Linked DNA regions of Hordeum vulgare: region 2 is linked to region 1. Evidence: chromatin contacts called from public Hi-C data. All regions are on one chromosome and are shown on one strand. The core of a region is the stretch at or near the end of the contact, and the rest is flanking DNA. Distances in the headings are between cores, read along the strand shown.

Region 1 (7,624 bases), core at 2,433-4,932:
CACTAGTAAATACTTTAGTGATCTAAGCGCTCTTACATTTCTTTACAAAGGGAGTAAATTACAATAATGAAAAACACGGAGAAGGTAATTTAAACAAAACAAAATGTGGAAATAAGGGAGCAAGTCCCCCATGGAATAGTACATTTCAGAAAGCGGAAGTTTTATGCAAAGTACATTTTTGGAAAGCCATTATTGATATGTGACACATTTTTGGAAGCCTTCATTACTGATAAGATCTCTACCAGGCGTGGACCTATGCAAACCATCGGTTACCAATACTTGGCCCTCAAGCCACTTATAGAGTTTCCCACCAGTCACTGGAATCAAGCTACAAAGCACAAACCTATATTGCTCGAGAAGCCAAAATCAAAGGACAAGGATAAAAGCACAAAACCAATAACAAGTATCAAAAATTAGACAGGTAACAAGCAGGCAAGTTCTGAAGTGCTTTGGAAGGGGTATTCAACTACCTTCTGATATTTCTGCATTGCTTCTGTACGGATACAAGAGGACGTGGACTTTTCATAAGCCTCCAGTACTATTGACGCACGAGCCTTTGCATCATCTGAATTAGAGGCACTTGCCATCTCATTCATAAGAATCTCAACCCATTGGGTGATACCTGATTGAAGGTTCTCTGCACCAAGAACACTTCCTACGGGTGCAGGAACTTCATTACATTCTGCAATACCTATAGCATAAAGCAAGATAGCTGTCATTCTTAAGATCATCGCTTTTATGAAAGAGATATCCACAAATTAATCTTATCAAAACATAAAACATGGATGCGCAATTCCCATGGCCGAATAAATCATTATGTAAAGCATCTGTTATCTAAAGCATGCTACTTGCATTAAACAGGGCGTATTTTACTTAGCACAAGACATATTGCTGAAAAGGAGTATACAGTTATGTGGTTATTTTAGTAAATTCCTTAAAGTAACAGAAGGCTTAAAGTCACGTAAATATGAACAGAAGTACAAAGGTAGAATGTAATAGCATTAAAAGGACAGACCCAGTGTTAGAGCTCCCACGCCAGGTGGGGTCTGGGAAGGATTATACAAGGCAATACCTACCCTGCATAGTGCAAATGCAGAGAGGAAGCATAAACTCAGGACCTTCTTGCACAAGGGAGAAGTACTTCGCCAAAGTGCTAAAATGTAATAGCATTGCATTACATAGAACATTTATTTCAACCAATTTCACAGATATGTGGAGGTCTCCTGCTGGAAAAACAGTGCTGAGACAACCTAGGAGAGTGTATACTAACATAGTAACTGACAATGATAACTGACAGAGTAAAATGCTTAACCGCAAGTGTGGTACAATCTATCAATGCCAAGAGGAAGCAAATCTAATTCAAAACAACAAAGATTACAGTGTCCAGGCATCGCTACAGGCGGAGCTTAGTGCTTAGGGGGTGACGTGAGTAAGTTATAGAGAATTGTTTTTCCTCTATCAATGCATCGAGACGCAAAGCTTTTTGCATTACTTGGTTTTCTTCTAGATTAAATGGTGTCAACATCACATAAAGGATCAGACTACAATGAAAGACTACCTTCATTGGGCACTTGAACCTCAGTAGACATTTCATTGGGAGATTGATGCACAGGATCCACATTATATCCTGTGGGTTCTAAGTGTAGAGGAAGTAAATACTTCATTGCTGAATCCAAATCATTTTCACATTCTTCCAGAGCCTTTTCAATGAACTGAAATGAGAAAAGCTTCTGTAAGGCTTCAAATAGTGAGTAGGTTTAGTTGCCAAATCCAATAAGCTCTCAAAAGTGGCACAATAAGCTCTCAAAAGTGACATACTTATACCAATTTAGCAAACTCCATGTAACTTGTCAATAAGCAAATGTGACAATTCGAATGTTCAAAAAAGCGGAAAGCGTAAGTGAAGGGGAAGGGCATAGCTGAGAGCACGCTTAAGCATTTTTTAAAATTGGTCTGAATTTTACTGTTTTTTAATAATATGCACAGGAAAATAGGAAACATAACACATACCACATAGGTAACTGAAATAGCATTACACCGTAGCAAATACACATCAGGTTCACACAGCAAGCAAAATAACAACTAAAATGCAGTTCAGTTCAAATAGACATAGCTTAATAGAGATACTGTGGACAGAATCTGAAGGAAATAGTTCCCGAACAGACAATAAGATAAATGGCATATTGCCATTATTGCGCAAGCAGCCAAGCAGTAGTTCGAAAATAGCCAAATTCTGGCCAGTTTTTTTAAATATGCTTAATCCATCGTTTAGTGCCAAAGCAAAGTGTTTTGACATTGCTCAGCGCTTAAGTGTGGCTTAAAAACGCTTTCTTCAACACTGGACAATTCAATAGAAGGGTAAAAATATCTAGCTATGGCAGGATGACGTTACCACTTTTTAACAATTTCGGAGAGTTGAAGAATCAGAGGATAGCATTCCATGTAAGCTAGCAAGACAACACATGGCATGAATGCAAAATCAAACAGCGGCATCCTATCTAAGCCAAGAAACACAGTAACTGTAACTGGCATGACCACTCATAGTACAAAACGGGCGGAAAGAAGACCATCTAACCAACAGGGATTTGTGATGGTACCGGTTACCATGTTCATCCAATCCAGACAAGGTTGTCGGTGCCACGTTATTATTTGTTAGAACTGCCAGCTGTTGCATATTTATAGTCACAGCAAATATATTTAAAAAGGGCAGCCCGGTGCACGTAGCTCCCGCTTGTGCAGGGTCCGGGGAAGGGACGGACAACAAATATATTTCTTACTAAAATCTCCCAGAATGAATGCATAATGCAGGCAATATATAGGCACACATATCCTATCTCCAAATCAGCATAAAATGATCACAAACAACAAATTCAACAATTAAAAAGGGCACACAATTACTAAAAGCACAAGCTAAAACAAACTATCTTGTTCCTGCAACTCCATCTAACCTTATCAATGGGAACTTAGCACCCACTCCCAGAGGGCTGGAAAGCATGCAGACACTGGCTCAGCGGTAACAACCTGAGTGCGACGGCTACATCAGCGCGTGGGTACTCTTGCTCCTTGCACAGCCACATCAGCGGGAGCTACTACTTATTTCAAGTGAAAGAACAGATTTACATCACACGAAACATTTCCTACAGTCAATTGGAGCAAGGAAGCATAACCATATCCGCTTGTGAATGGATTCGAGCAGGGTGGCATTACCTCAAGCCTCACGGAAGGGAACCGCGCACGGATCACGGCCACCAGGTCGGAGTCGACGACGCCGCGCGGCCTGGGGCTGCCGCCGTCTGCGCGGAAGCGTGCGCGCTTGGAGGGCGGTGAGGACGACGCCTCAGCGTGGGTGTGTTCCTCGGAGAAGGAGGACGCCCGCTTCCGACACATAGACGCGGACATCGCCGCAAATGCCGCGCAGGCCGCAGCCCTCTCCAGCTGCTGCTCCTTCTCGTCTCCTTACTCCTCTTGCCGCGGTTGCCCACGCCGCCACTGCCTCCCTCGTGAGGTGGAGGGCGTTCTGGTTAGGGTTTCGTGGGAGGGCGGCGTGGATTTGTACGGGTGCCGAGGGGAGCGGCGCTCGAGGGTAGTGTGGGGAGGCCGGAGGAAAAGGCTGGGACGACTCGGGCAAGGAAGGGAGACGTTTGGGCGGGCAGGCCGATGGCCCGTCCGTGCTTGTGCTTTGCTTGCTTCTGGTGGCCTCAACAAAGGGAGGAACCACCCTTCAAAAAAACATAGGGAGGAACCGACGCAAAGCTAGGGTTCCACGGATCAACCGACGCTAACGAAGAACACGAAATCACTAATTAGAAAGTACTTCTCGCATGGTTTATTAGGATAAGATCCACACGTGACAAATGTCGTGGTGTGGTTGTGCTTGAGACTTTTCAAACGCGCTCCACTTCTCACGTTTGTCGCGCGGAGAAGCAGTCTGTTATTTCCGGTTTTTTATTTGTGTTTTTTGGTTTTTCCTTTTACACTTTAGTTCTTAAACAATTTAGGTTTTGTGGGATTGTTTTGATCTGTTTCTTCAGATCTGTTTGAGGTTTACTTTGTTTCCCTTTTCCATCGTCGCGCCGTGGTTTGCCCGTTGTCGTCGCCGCGATGTCGTCTCCCCGCCGTCGTCGCCCCCCGGTAATTGCATCGTCGTGTCTCGGTGTGACCTCTCGGGCGGTAACTGTGTTTCTCCTTTGGTTCCTTGTTTCCTGTTTTCTTTTTCCCATTATATTTCTGGATAACGGAGATTTATGGGGTAATTACGGGTGGGGGCTTCAAACACGATCAGATGGCAACTTTCAACTTGGTTGTGTAATCAGTTCTTAGTGGTCATGGTTTCTTTGTAGGTAATTTGCTCCTTTTGTCGAGTGTCAGGTGACCCTTGTCCCTCGTTTGATTCTTGTGCCTCTATGTTCACGGTGGTGCTGGATCGGCGTTGTTCGAGGCGTGTTATAAGATTCTATGTCTTCTTTATCTGGTTGTTGCATATGGTTGATGTTGTTTTGGATGGAAAGTATTCTAATGTTTTGTTTGTATGATTCTCATGGTTGCTTTCATTGTTTTTGTAGTATATTACGTGTAGTGTTAGATCACATCTTGTTCGGTAAATTGAGCAGTGCAGGCCTTTAGCTATTCAGATGGCTGATAAAGATATGGATCTTGCTCTTCACAGTAGTGAGGATGACTTATATGGTGTTCTGTTTATCCATGGTCGGTGAACAGTAAATTTCACGGTCCTTCATCACATGGACTGGTGAATGATTATGGTCTCCGTCATCGTGACATTATGACTATTAGGCTTGAGCACTATTGAACTATGGTTGGTGTTGATTTTTATCATGGTGATATGTTGTTCCCTTTCCACTATGTTTGTAAGGTTCGTTTTTAAAGAATTTTAAATTTTGTTTCACGTGATACGTTTTCCTGTTCTTCTGGACATTTGAATTTTTTTTTTGTAGCGCTTGAGGATCTTAGTGAATCTGAGAGGGAACTTGTTGATAGTTGTTTTTACACTCGTGGTGTCAATATGAATTATCGACAAATGTATTTCATGTGCGACAACTCTTTGATGACAACTACATATTGTGTTCTCCTTTTGTTCATAGAATTACTTCCATAAATGTGAATGGTCAACATATGGCGAGCTTTTGTTTCTGGCTATTGTTTATCTATTTGTTATTTGCTCTATAGTATAGTCTTCTAAATATTTAAACAACATATAACTTGATGTTTTGGTCAGGTTATTCCGAGCATGGCTATGAGGAGTTTGAAGGATTTTTTGTCAATTCCTATGGCTGGTACTTTAACTCTTGAAGTTACTTTGGATTCTCAAGTTGATGATACATATGTGAGCATTCCTTGTTCCTACTTTATTGGCTTCGGCGGTAGAATGGTGTTCAAGAAGGAAGGCTTCAGTAGTTTTCTTCGGGGCATCTTCTATTGAAGTAAACAATTTGGTGCTCGTAACCTTTAAAGAGCGTGATGAGGAGCTTGTTGTTATTTTCAGCCTTCTGCCGTGGTGATGCTATTTATAAGACTCTGAAGTAATACATTTATGAAGTGTATAGTTTTATGCAGATGTTTTAAAATCGGCACAGTTGCATTTTTGTCCCTAGTTGGTTCCTACCCATGATTTTTGCCATTACTTTTCGAGCTTGCTCAGTTTTGCCCTTAGTTTTTGCTCCGAGGTCATCCAAATGCCCTTCTGTCACGGCTCTGTCTGGTCAACAATGTTTGACCACGGTGGAGCGTCGTTTTGGACATTTTTGTCCCTATTAAAAAACACTTTCTCTCTTACACGTGAGACCAGTCGAGAAAAAGATATAAAAAATAGGCTCTCTCTCTCTTCTTACATGTGGGGTCCATGAGTAAAGGAAAAAAGTAGAATAACACACTCTCTCCTACCTCACCGGAGTGCCTCTCATGGTCGGGCATCAGCGGTGCTCTGTGAAGGCTGCAGCCTACGGGGGAGCAGTCGGATGGTCGGGATTCACATCGGGAGATCCCCATGAATATGATGGAGATGCAAGAGAGTCCAAGAAGGTCCGGAAGCAAGGGGACGGTGAAAGCACATATGCTCAATTGGTGGCTTTGATAATTCATGACAACATACATTGTCTCTTGGACTAACACTTTTACCTAGTATATTTCAGGTTTTGTCCATAATGATAATTGGCTAAAGGATTGTGAGGAGAAGCCCCTTGATGAATGAAAGGGAATAAGATTGGCTCAAGCTTCAAGCAAGAAGACTCTTCACTTTATATTTGTGAGAAATCACTTTTGAGTCCACGGGAAAGCCAATACTATTAAAAGGGGGTGAGGTATTAAAATGATCTAGTTGCTCAAGTGCTCAGAGATAGCCACCAAAAGTACTCACACATTTTCCCACATAACACTTGTGTAAAAAGCTAAATATCCAAAATCGGTGCCACCAAGTTTTTAGATTCAGCCCTACCGATTTTTAACCCAGGCAGAACCCTAGCCAAACCTACCATTTTGGTACAATTGATTATGCATCGGTGCTACCGAGTTCAGTGACCAACCTTCTGTTGCCTCGGTACACAAAATAAGAATTTTTGAGTTTGGGTATCAGTGTCACCGAGTCGGGTCATCTCACCGTTAGCCACCTTTTCGGTTCTACCGAGTTGTGTATATCGGTCCCACCGAGATTCAAAACTTGTTGCCTTTTGTGCAAGTCGGTACCACCGAGTTTATGACTTCGGTGTCACCGAGTTGATCACTTTAGGTGTAATGGTTGGATTATGGGTGTTGCCTATATATACCCCTCCAGCAACCTCTCATTCGTAGAGGAAGTACTCAGAACACACACTTCATTGCCAGGTCCATTTTTCTGAGAAAGAGCCACCTACTCATGTGTTGAGATCAAGATATTCCAATCCATTCATTTGAAACTTTATCTCTAGCCTTTCCAAGTTGCTTTCCACCAAATCAATCTCTCCTACACATGCATATTCTGTGAGAGAGTGATTGAGTGTTGAGGAGACTATCTTTAGAAGCACAAGAGCAAGGAGTTCATCGTTCTACCACATCTATTACCTTGTGGAGGGTGGTGCCTCATAGATTGGTTAGGTGTCGCTTGGGAGCCTCCTACTTCGTGTTGTGGAGTTGAACCAAGATGTTTGTAAGGGCAAGGAGATCGCCTACTTCGTGAAGATCTACCATGAGCGACGCTAGTCCTTTGTGGACGGAAGCCGTGGTGGAATAAACAAGGCCGCTTCTTCGTGGCCCCCTTGTGAGAGGAGCCCTTCATGGTCTCTCGCTGTCGTTACCCTATGTGGTTTGAAGTGTCCACTAACATGGACGTACGATAGCACCACCTATCGGAACCATGCCAAAAATCGTCGTGTAAACCTCTTTGTATTTGATCTCCTAAACTCTACTCCTTACTACATGTGCAAATTCTTTTACTTTCCGCTGCCATATATGTTGACTAGCATGTGCACTAGACTTGTTAGAATCGCTAAAATCTGCCAACCATTAATTTGGGAAAAGGCTAGGATTTTAATCTTGTCAAGTAGTCTATTCACCCCCCCCCTTCTAGACACCTCTTCTAACGATCCTACAATTTGTATTAGAGTAAGGTCTCCAAAAACTTGGTTTAATCATCATT
Region 2 (7,624 bases), core at 2,200-4,699, 350 kb after region 1:
AACGTGCCTCTCAAGTTTTCTTCGTTTCCAAGAGGCACGATTGTGCCTCCCGCGGAAGCAAAATCGTGCCTCTCGAGGAAGCAAAAAAGAGAGTATTTTTTCCATTTCTCCTAATCCATGCCTATCGCGAAAGAAAATTCGTATTTTTTAGCAAAAAAAAGAAAACAAGTTTTTTTATCCAAAAGCTTAGAAAAACTGATGGATAACCGAAACACCGAAAACCCCAATTTTTTTACCTAAAAGGCCGAATACGCGTGCAAAAAATAAAAATAAAAAGTCCAAAGAAAACGCTCAAAACGCGACATATGACAACGACTAAGAACGTGCCAAGTGGTAACTAATAGGCGAGCGCTCCTTCAGAGAGCAACTAGCTGCCAAGCGCTCCTTGGAGAGTCTTTCAACGATCACTCCCACGCGTCATCACTTAACGCGTTCTCAGTCGTTGCTACGTGGTGTGTTTTGAGTGTTTCCTTCGTTTTATTTTGTTCGCACACGTTTTCGTTTTTAAGGTATTTCTCTCATGTTTTCCGGTGTTTCGATTTTTCACTACTCTTTCTTAGGTTTTGGACAAAAATAATAATCATCTTTTGAACGAAAAACACGATTTTTCTTTAAAAACACGTTTTTCTTTTGTCGGAGGCGCGTAATTGCTTTTGCAAGAGACATAGATGTGCCCCTCATTAACAAAAAAAATGTTTACTGTTTTTTCCTTTTGCGAGAGGTACTGTTGTGCTTTCATGAGAGGCACATATTTGTTTTGTCGTCAGATACACGTATGTGCCTCCCGGAAATTTCTAGGTTACGACAAATAACACACATGTGCGTCATTTGTCGTAACATAAGAAGGCGAGAGTGATTGTGCAAGGGTACAGCTAGCGGTCAAAGCTAATGGGGCGCGGCCCGTGTAGAGATCGCGCTCTTTCCGCCTGAAGCGTAGGCGCTCCCCTCGACCGCTCCCGCCCAGTCCTCAGTTTTAGCGGGCTTTCTCCTGCCGAGCGAACCACCCACTACACCAGAAGTCCCCCCCTCGAAAAAAAGAAGGAAAACCCTAGAAGCCCGCCCCCCCGAAAAATCCCTAAATCTTCGTCGTCTCAGCTTTCGAATCACCGACGAGGTGGAAGGGAGCGGCGATGGCGTGGACTAACTCCCGCATCGGGCTGGAGAACTTCATGTGCCACTCCAGCCTCCACGTCGAGCTCGGCGAGCACGTCAATTTCATCACCGGGCAGAATGACAGTACGCTTCCACCCAAACCCTAGCTTCCCCCCTCATAAACAAAAAAACACGATTTTTCTTTGAAAAACACGTTTTTCTTTCGTCGGAGTCGTGAACTGAGAGACACAGATGTGCCCCTCATAAAAAAAATGTGTTTACTATTTTTTCTTTTGCGAGAGGCACTGTTGTGCTTCCACGCGAGACACGAATTTGTTTTTGCGCGAGACTCGTCCGCGCCTCCCGAAAACGAAAAACAATGTTTTTCTTTTTTCTCTTTCACGAGAAACACGTTTTTTTTGCTTCCGGGAGAGGTACGGATAACTCATTTCTTTCTTTCACGAGAGACACAATTTTTTCATGATTTTTTTTCATCAAAACCTATCAATATGAAATCTAGTTTTGAAGATCTCGATATAAATAATTCAACGACAAAAATGGTTCGAGATTTAAACACATATTTTTAAAAATAAAACATTTTGAAAATAATGGATCTATGAAAAATAAAATAATCCAGGTTACAACAAATGACACATATGTGCGTCATTTGTCGTAACATGGGAAGGTGAGAGTGATTTTGCAAGGGTACAACTAGCGGTCAAAGCTAATGGATCGCAACCCGTGTAGAGATCGCGCTCTTCCCCGTGAAGCGTAGGCGCTCCCCTCGGAATATTCTATTTGTCGCTTGTTGCGTCAAGCAGTCGCCGCTTCGCACATGCAAGCGGTCGAGCAGTGACGCAACGGGCCAAACCATATAACTGCTCGAGCGTTCCGGTTTTGGAAACCTTCTAGAGGTTCCAACTGATTTTTCTTGGTTTTGGAAAACTTCTAGAAGGATCCCTGAACCAGTTTTTTTCTTTTTTACCTTTCTATTTTAAAAAATGTTATTCAAATTCTAAAAATGTTCTCGCTTTTTAAAAAATTGTTCTGGATTTTAAAAAATGTTCTAGATTTTGTAAAAAGTTTTGACTTTCAAAAAGTGTTCTTGGTTTTCATTTTTTTTGGATTTTAGAAAAATGTTCCGGGATTTGAAAAAATATCTGGAATTTGAAAAAATAATGTTTCGGAATTGAAAAAAAAGTTCCGCAATTTGAAGAATGTTTCGTATTTTCAAAAGTATGTTCCAGAATTTGAAAAAATGTTCTGGGATCTGAAAAAAATGTTCTGGAATTTTAAAAATGTTCCTTAGTTTGAAAAAAATCTTCTGAAATTTTGAAAAAATGTTACGGAATTAGAAAAACGTTCGGGAATTTGAAAAAATGTTCCAATTTTTTTTATAGAAATGTTTCGGATTTTACGCAAAAATATTCCGAAATATGAAAAAATATAATTTTTTTTGAATTTGGATTTTGCTAACTTCATGTATCATGGGGTAAATTTGTATCTAAATGTTTTGGATTTTATCCTTTATTTTCTGTTAGTGGGCCGGCTCAGTCGCGATTTCTCTATACGTCCGCGCGCTGCTGACGCAAAGAGCATTTAATAGGGAATCGTTTCCCACCCGCGCGCCGGCCGAACAGACGCGCCGGTCGTTCCCTGACGCGCGCGGGCCCTTGCAACATTTTTTCATCCGCGCGCTTCTCCGGTTAATGAATGCAACATTTTTCGTCTAAATATGTTGCAACCTGCGTCATTTTTGCTGCAAGCGTTTTTTTACTATATTTTGTCTCAGTAAAAAAGCTGCATATACGTTTGGTTGCAACTCTAGTTCGTCGGATTTTTTGCTACAACCGTGTTAATTTTTGCTATAAGCGGCATCATGTTTTGCTGCAACCGTTTACTAAAAAGTTGCATACACGTCACGTAAATTTTTGTTACAACCGGCGTTTGACTTTTGCTACCACATACCATCAGCTTCATTTTTTTGCTACGATCACGTAGATATTTTTTTTGCTACAAATTTTATTTTTTGTTGCAACCGTTGAAAAAATTACTGCATGGCATCGAAATTTTGCTGCATAGGAAGAAAAATATTGCATGCGAATCCAACGATGCGGACGAGCGGGATTGATGGATCCTGCAGCCCGCGCCGGCCCACCGAAAATCTGGGCCGGCGCGCCGGGGCAGATCAACCCCCGTCCAATAGGACCTCCCGCTCCCCTCGCCCCCTCCCGCCAGTCCTCAGTTTTAGCGGGCTTTCTCCCGCCAGCGAACCGCCCACCACACCAGAAGTCCCCCCCCCCAAAAAAAAGAAACCCCCCCCCACTAGAAGGCCCCCCCCCCCCCCCCCCCCCCCCCGCGCCCCAGCTTCCGAATCGCCGGCGAGGTGGAAGGGAGCGGCGATGGCGGGGACTATCTCCCGCATCCGGCTGGAGAACTTCATGTGCCACTCCAGCCTGCACATCGATCTCGGCGAGCACGTCAATTTCATCACCGGGCAGAACGGCAGTACGCTTCCACCCAAACCCTAGTTCCCCCCCTTTTCTCTCCCTCACCGACGCGCCTTTTCTTGGTCGTGCTGGCGCAGGCGGAAAGAGCGCGATCTTGACGGCTCTGTGCATCGCCTTCGGCTGCCGCGCCAAGAACACGCAGCGGGCCGCCAGCATTAAAGATTTCATCAAGACTGGCTGCAGGTTGCGTCCGCATTCTGCACCCTCCAGTATCTTTTGTTTTGTCTTCTAAATCACTAATAATAGCTGAGTCACTACGGAAAAAATAGATTTTGTCGCGAGATAGTTGTTGGTTGGGAATAGCTGCTGTATGGTGCAGATTGGTATGATGATTGCTGCATTTCTGTAGATGGGTTTCCGGATACGGTTTTTGCACACCATTTAGGAACATTGAGGGTTAGACAATCTCTTTGGTTGGGCATGATCCCTGTCGGTCCTAACAAGTTGGTGAGGTGTTGGGACCGGATTAAAGCAAAAGTAGTGTTATGCTGCTAGCACTTGGGTCAATTTTTATTATATGAAAATATTTATTGAACATTTGAACAGCATGCGTTGCACTTAAATTGTCACTAATATTCTTCAAAGCTGTATAACCTGAAAATATGCCATAGTCATTTTTAGGCAATGTTGCAGCTGTATGGTTCAGAGCAAAGAAGAGAGATCACATGGTTTGTCAAAAAACTTAAAACACCGGTCTGGTTTTATTGCATTAATTGATGTATTTTTGTCGCACATCACACTGTTGATATTAATATTAAAAGAGTTTGCACTTTGCACCAGGCAGGTTGCCACTTCTTTCACTTTGCAGCAGGTCACACGGAAGTTTTAACTGTTGCCAGATATAGCACAATAATATTAGGTTGGTAGGTCCCATACAAGCACTTGTTTGAAAAGATCCATAAAAAATCATACATGTTATCGTATGAATACTCCTATATGCCTATAGTTTTACTCAGAAAGACATCATTTCGGTTGAAAAATTCCATACATGTTCGGGTAATCCAGACATCCATCATTCTTTTTTCATGGGTCATATAGTGTTTTTCTAACAACAATCTGTATGCATGTATTTTGTTCTATAATAAACATATAGCATAGTAACTTAGTTTAGCTTGAAGATTCTTCTGTAAAAATTCAACAGAGGCTGCCTATTAAAAGCATACAGTCTCTGGGGTTAGATCTTTGCAAATTGGTGAAATAGCGTCTGAACCTGCTGGTTCACCAAAGGACTGCCCTTGGCCTAATAAAATAATGTTAATCATTCCAAATGGTCAACCACCAGTTGAGCGACTGAACATTAAATCAGAAGGTTGGCTGGGTGAATGACCGGCCCTGCTTTAGTAGCTATGGTCTTACGTATGATTGTGGAATTGATGACTGCATCGATCATGATAGCATTTATCCTCTGACTGTTCTATCTCTCTTTCGTGTTCGATTTAGTATAGTTTATTTTGTTAAATTTAAATCGCAGTTATGCAGCGATTGCTGTCGACATCAACAACCAAGGGGAAGACTCGTTCAAGCCTGATGTATATGGAAACTTAATTAAATTGGAACGCAGGATTACTGAGTCATCGAGTTCTACGATTTTGAAGGATCAACATGGTACTCATACTTGATCCATCTTCCTCCCAGTTGTTGGTTGTGCCCGTCTATTATAAACATTTCATGTGTAAAGTTGTTTAGATTCTGTTTTAGCTGTCAAATTTAGTACTTTAGGTTTCAGTTCTCACTTTGCTAACCTCTACTCTGTATTATTTTAATGGCAATCCTATTTTTTCTGTGACCTTACCAGAGTTCTCAGTTTTTAGTAGTATTTTTCTATTCAAAGATGACACATTCTGAACTTGTGATTGTTGCATTTCTCCATTCATTATCCATTCTTGTGTGTTGACTGCATATCTTTATTCTGTTTAGTGGTTATCTCAAGTTTTAATTAAATTATCACATCTTTCCTATCCTTAGTTGTCTCAACTTTCCATGTTGGCAAACGACACACGTGTTGCTTGTGCTTGACTACTTACTGTACATGTTTGCATGGCTGCAGAAAGTCTGCCTTTTTACTTGTAATTAGGCTCAGATAATCTTTATGTGTACTAGGTATTTACATGTTGCATACATTGTTAAATGCTACTACCTCTGTTTATAAATGTATAAGACGTTTTGGCAGTTTAAATTGAACTGCCAAAACATCTTATATTTAGGAACAGAGGGAGTAGTTAGGCATGAAAATAAACACTGGTAGCGCTTAATTCATTCTTTCCAGGGAAAAAAACTTAATCTCAGTTGAGCTCACCTACAGATGGTGCTACCACAAAAGACTTCTGCATGGTCCAAATCGCATCATGCACATCTGATTGCTGTTAGATGAGAGTCCTCGCTTAAATTGAAAGTGACAGTAAATTCTGAACTGGTTAAATTGATCAAATGGATGATTGCTGTAAATTTACCAATCCCTCCGACCATTTTACTTGTTGGAGCTTTAGTATAAAGTTGTACTAAAGCTGCGGCAGTTAATATGGATCGGAGCGTATATTAATTAATTAACTACAGTAGCCATTCTTGTATTTGTATTTACTAACTGCACAATATTTTACCATGCTATACTATACTGTGCATATTGTGATCATATGTGCTGGAACAGGTAGGAAGGTGGCAAATCGCAAAGATGATCTTAATGAGATAATTGAACATTTTAATGTAAGTTGCTTGTTTGCTGATGAATACTAATTTTATGTAGTGGTTTCACTCATCCAATTGTTTGTTTACTGTTCTCTTTCTGTATTGGGTCAGTTACGGGAAAAAGGTGTAGAAACTGATGGACCCTTCATCTACTTGTCCTCGCTGCACCCTTGCGTGTGTTCATATAGATAAATAACTGTATGTAAGGGAAGATATATTAAAACAGCTACAAGAAGACACCATGCTCTCTTCCTCTCTGGCTTTTTCTCTCTCTCTGCCGCGATTATGCTATTGGTCAGCTTCACAATCACATATCCACCCCCCCTTCCTGTCTGCTTGCTCTCCTTGTTCTCTCTCTACTGACTACTCAGACACGAGACATGCATGAAGAGATTTCATTGGGATGCGCATATACATGCTAATTGTTTTGTTTTTGTCTTATTACTGTAAGGCCTCCTTTGGTTCATAGGATAGGAATAACATACAACAACAACAAAGCCTTTAGTCTCAAACAAGTTGGGGTAGGCTAGAGCTGAAACCCATAAAATCATAGGAAGTGAGATGACATGTGTATCAATTCATGGAGGGAAAGAGATTTCATTTGATGCATAGGATAGGAATTTTTTCATTGAGTCTATGCTAATGTTTTATTTCCTTTGAAATGTCAAGGATTTATTCCTATCCTACATAGAAATAGGAATCCATTTCTACAAATCAAAGGGCTCCAAAGGATTTTTCCTATAAGATTCCTATCCTTTAGAATTCCTATGAAATTACTGTATAGCAAAGGAGGCCTAAGTATATTCATGGGCTAATAACTCATCCTATACCCATGTTCTCTCCTATTAGTAACCCAGCTAATTCAACATGCATGCACATTCTAAGATATGACAAACTCACTAACCAGTATAAACTTTACAAAATAAATGTTAACATGCTTGTGCTATATTTATGAGAGGGGAGGAAGATATGTTACTCGCTAGGTGAGGAATGGGGAAGGGCGTTGATCCAAGCTCTTTCCACGAGTATGGGTTTAGGAATTGAAAAGAAAGGGATAAAACATAAAAGTAGAGACCATGTGGAAGAGAAAGTAAAACCTGTGCTTTACGTGCCTCCGCAGAGCAGCAGATGCGCGGCACCATCACCTCAAGGAACTTTAAAGCGAGCTGAAGTTCCTTCCTTTGCCTTTGCCATTGCCCTCGCCATGTCTGCTTTTCGCCCCTAGCCCATGCTGCCAGATCTGTCAGTAACACATGGCATGTCAACCAATGGGAAAGGATAAAGTGACACAGTTCAGTTGGTGCACTACGCCTGCCTATGTACAAGAGCTTGTTGAATCG

Evidence for each region. A called contact is a pair of places that touch in the nucleus more often than the background predicts.
Region 2: a Hi-C map of seedling shows a contact between it and region 1, with 4 times the contacts expected there. The contact joins the promoter of LOC123399577 here to the promoter of LOC123397644 in region 1. A contact is called at or near these places in 1 of 6 Hi-C or Micro-C datasets (seedling) and 1 of 1 datasets of contacts at active chromatin or transcription factors (embryo).

What each region holds. Positions count from the first base shown.
Region 1 is chr5H:351,834,550-351,842,173 of MorexV3_pseudomolecules_assembly, forward strand. LOC123397644 reads right to left here and starts at 3,683. Exons shown (of 5, transcript XM_045092182.1): 1 at 3,208-3,683; 2 at 1,559-1,712; 3 at 471-691. The coding sequence starts at 3,399.
Region 2 is chr5H:352,183,300-352,190,923 of MorexV3_pseudomolecules_assembly, forward strand. LOC123399577 (structural maintenance of chromosomes protein 6B-like) reads left to right here and starts at 3,450. Exons shown (of 28, transcript XM_045093980.1): 1 at 3,450-3,600; 2 at 3,680-3,785; 3 at 5,074-5,207; 4 at 6,247-6,302. The coding sequence starts at 3,495.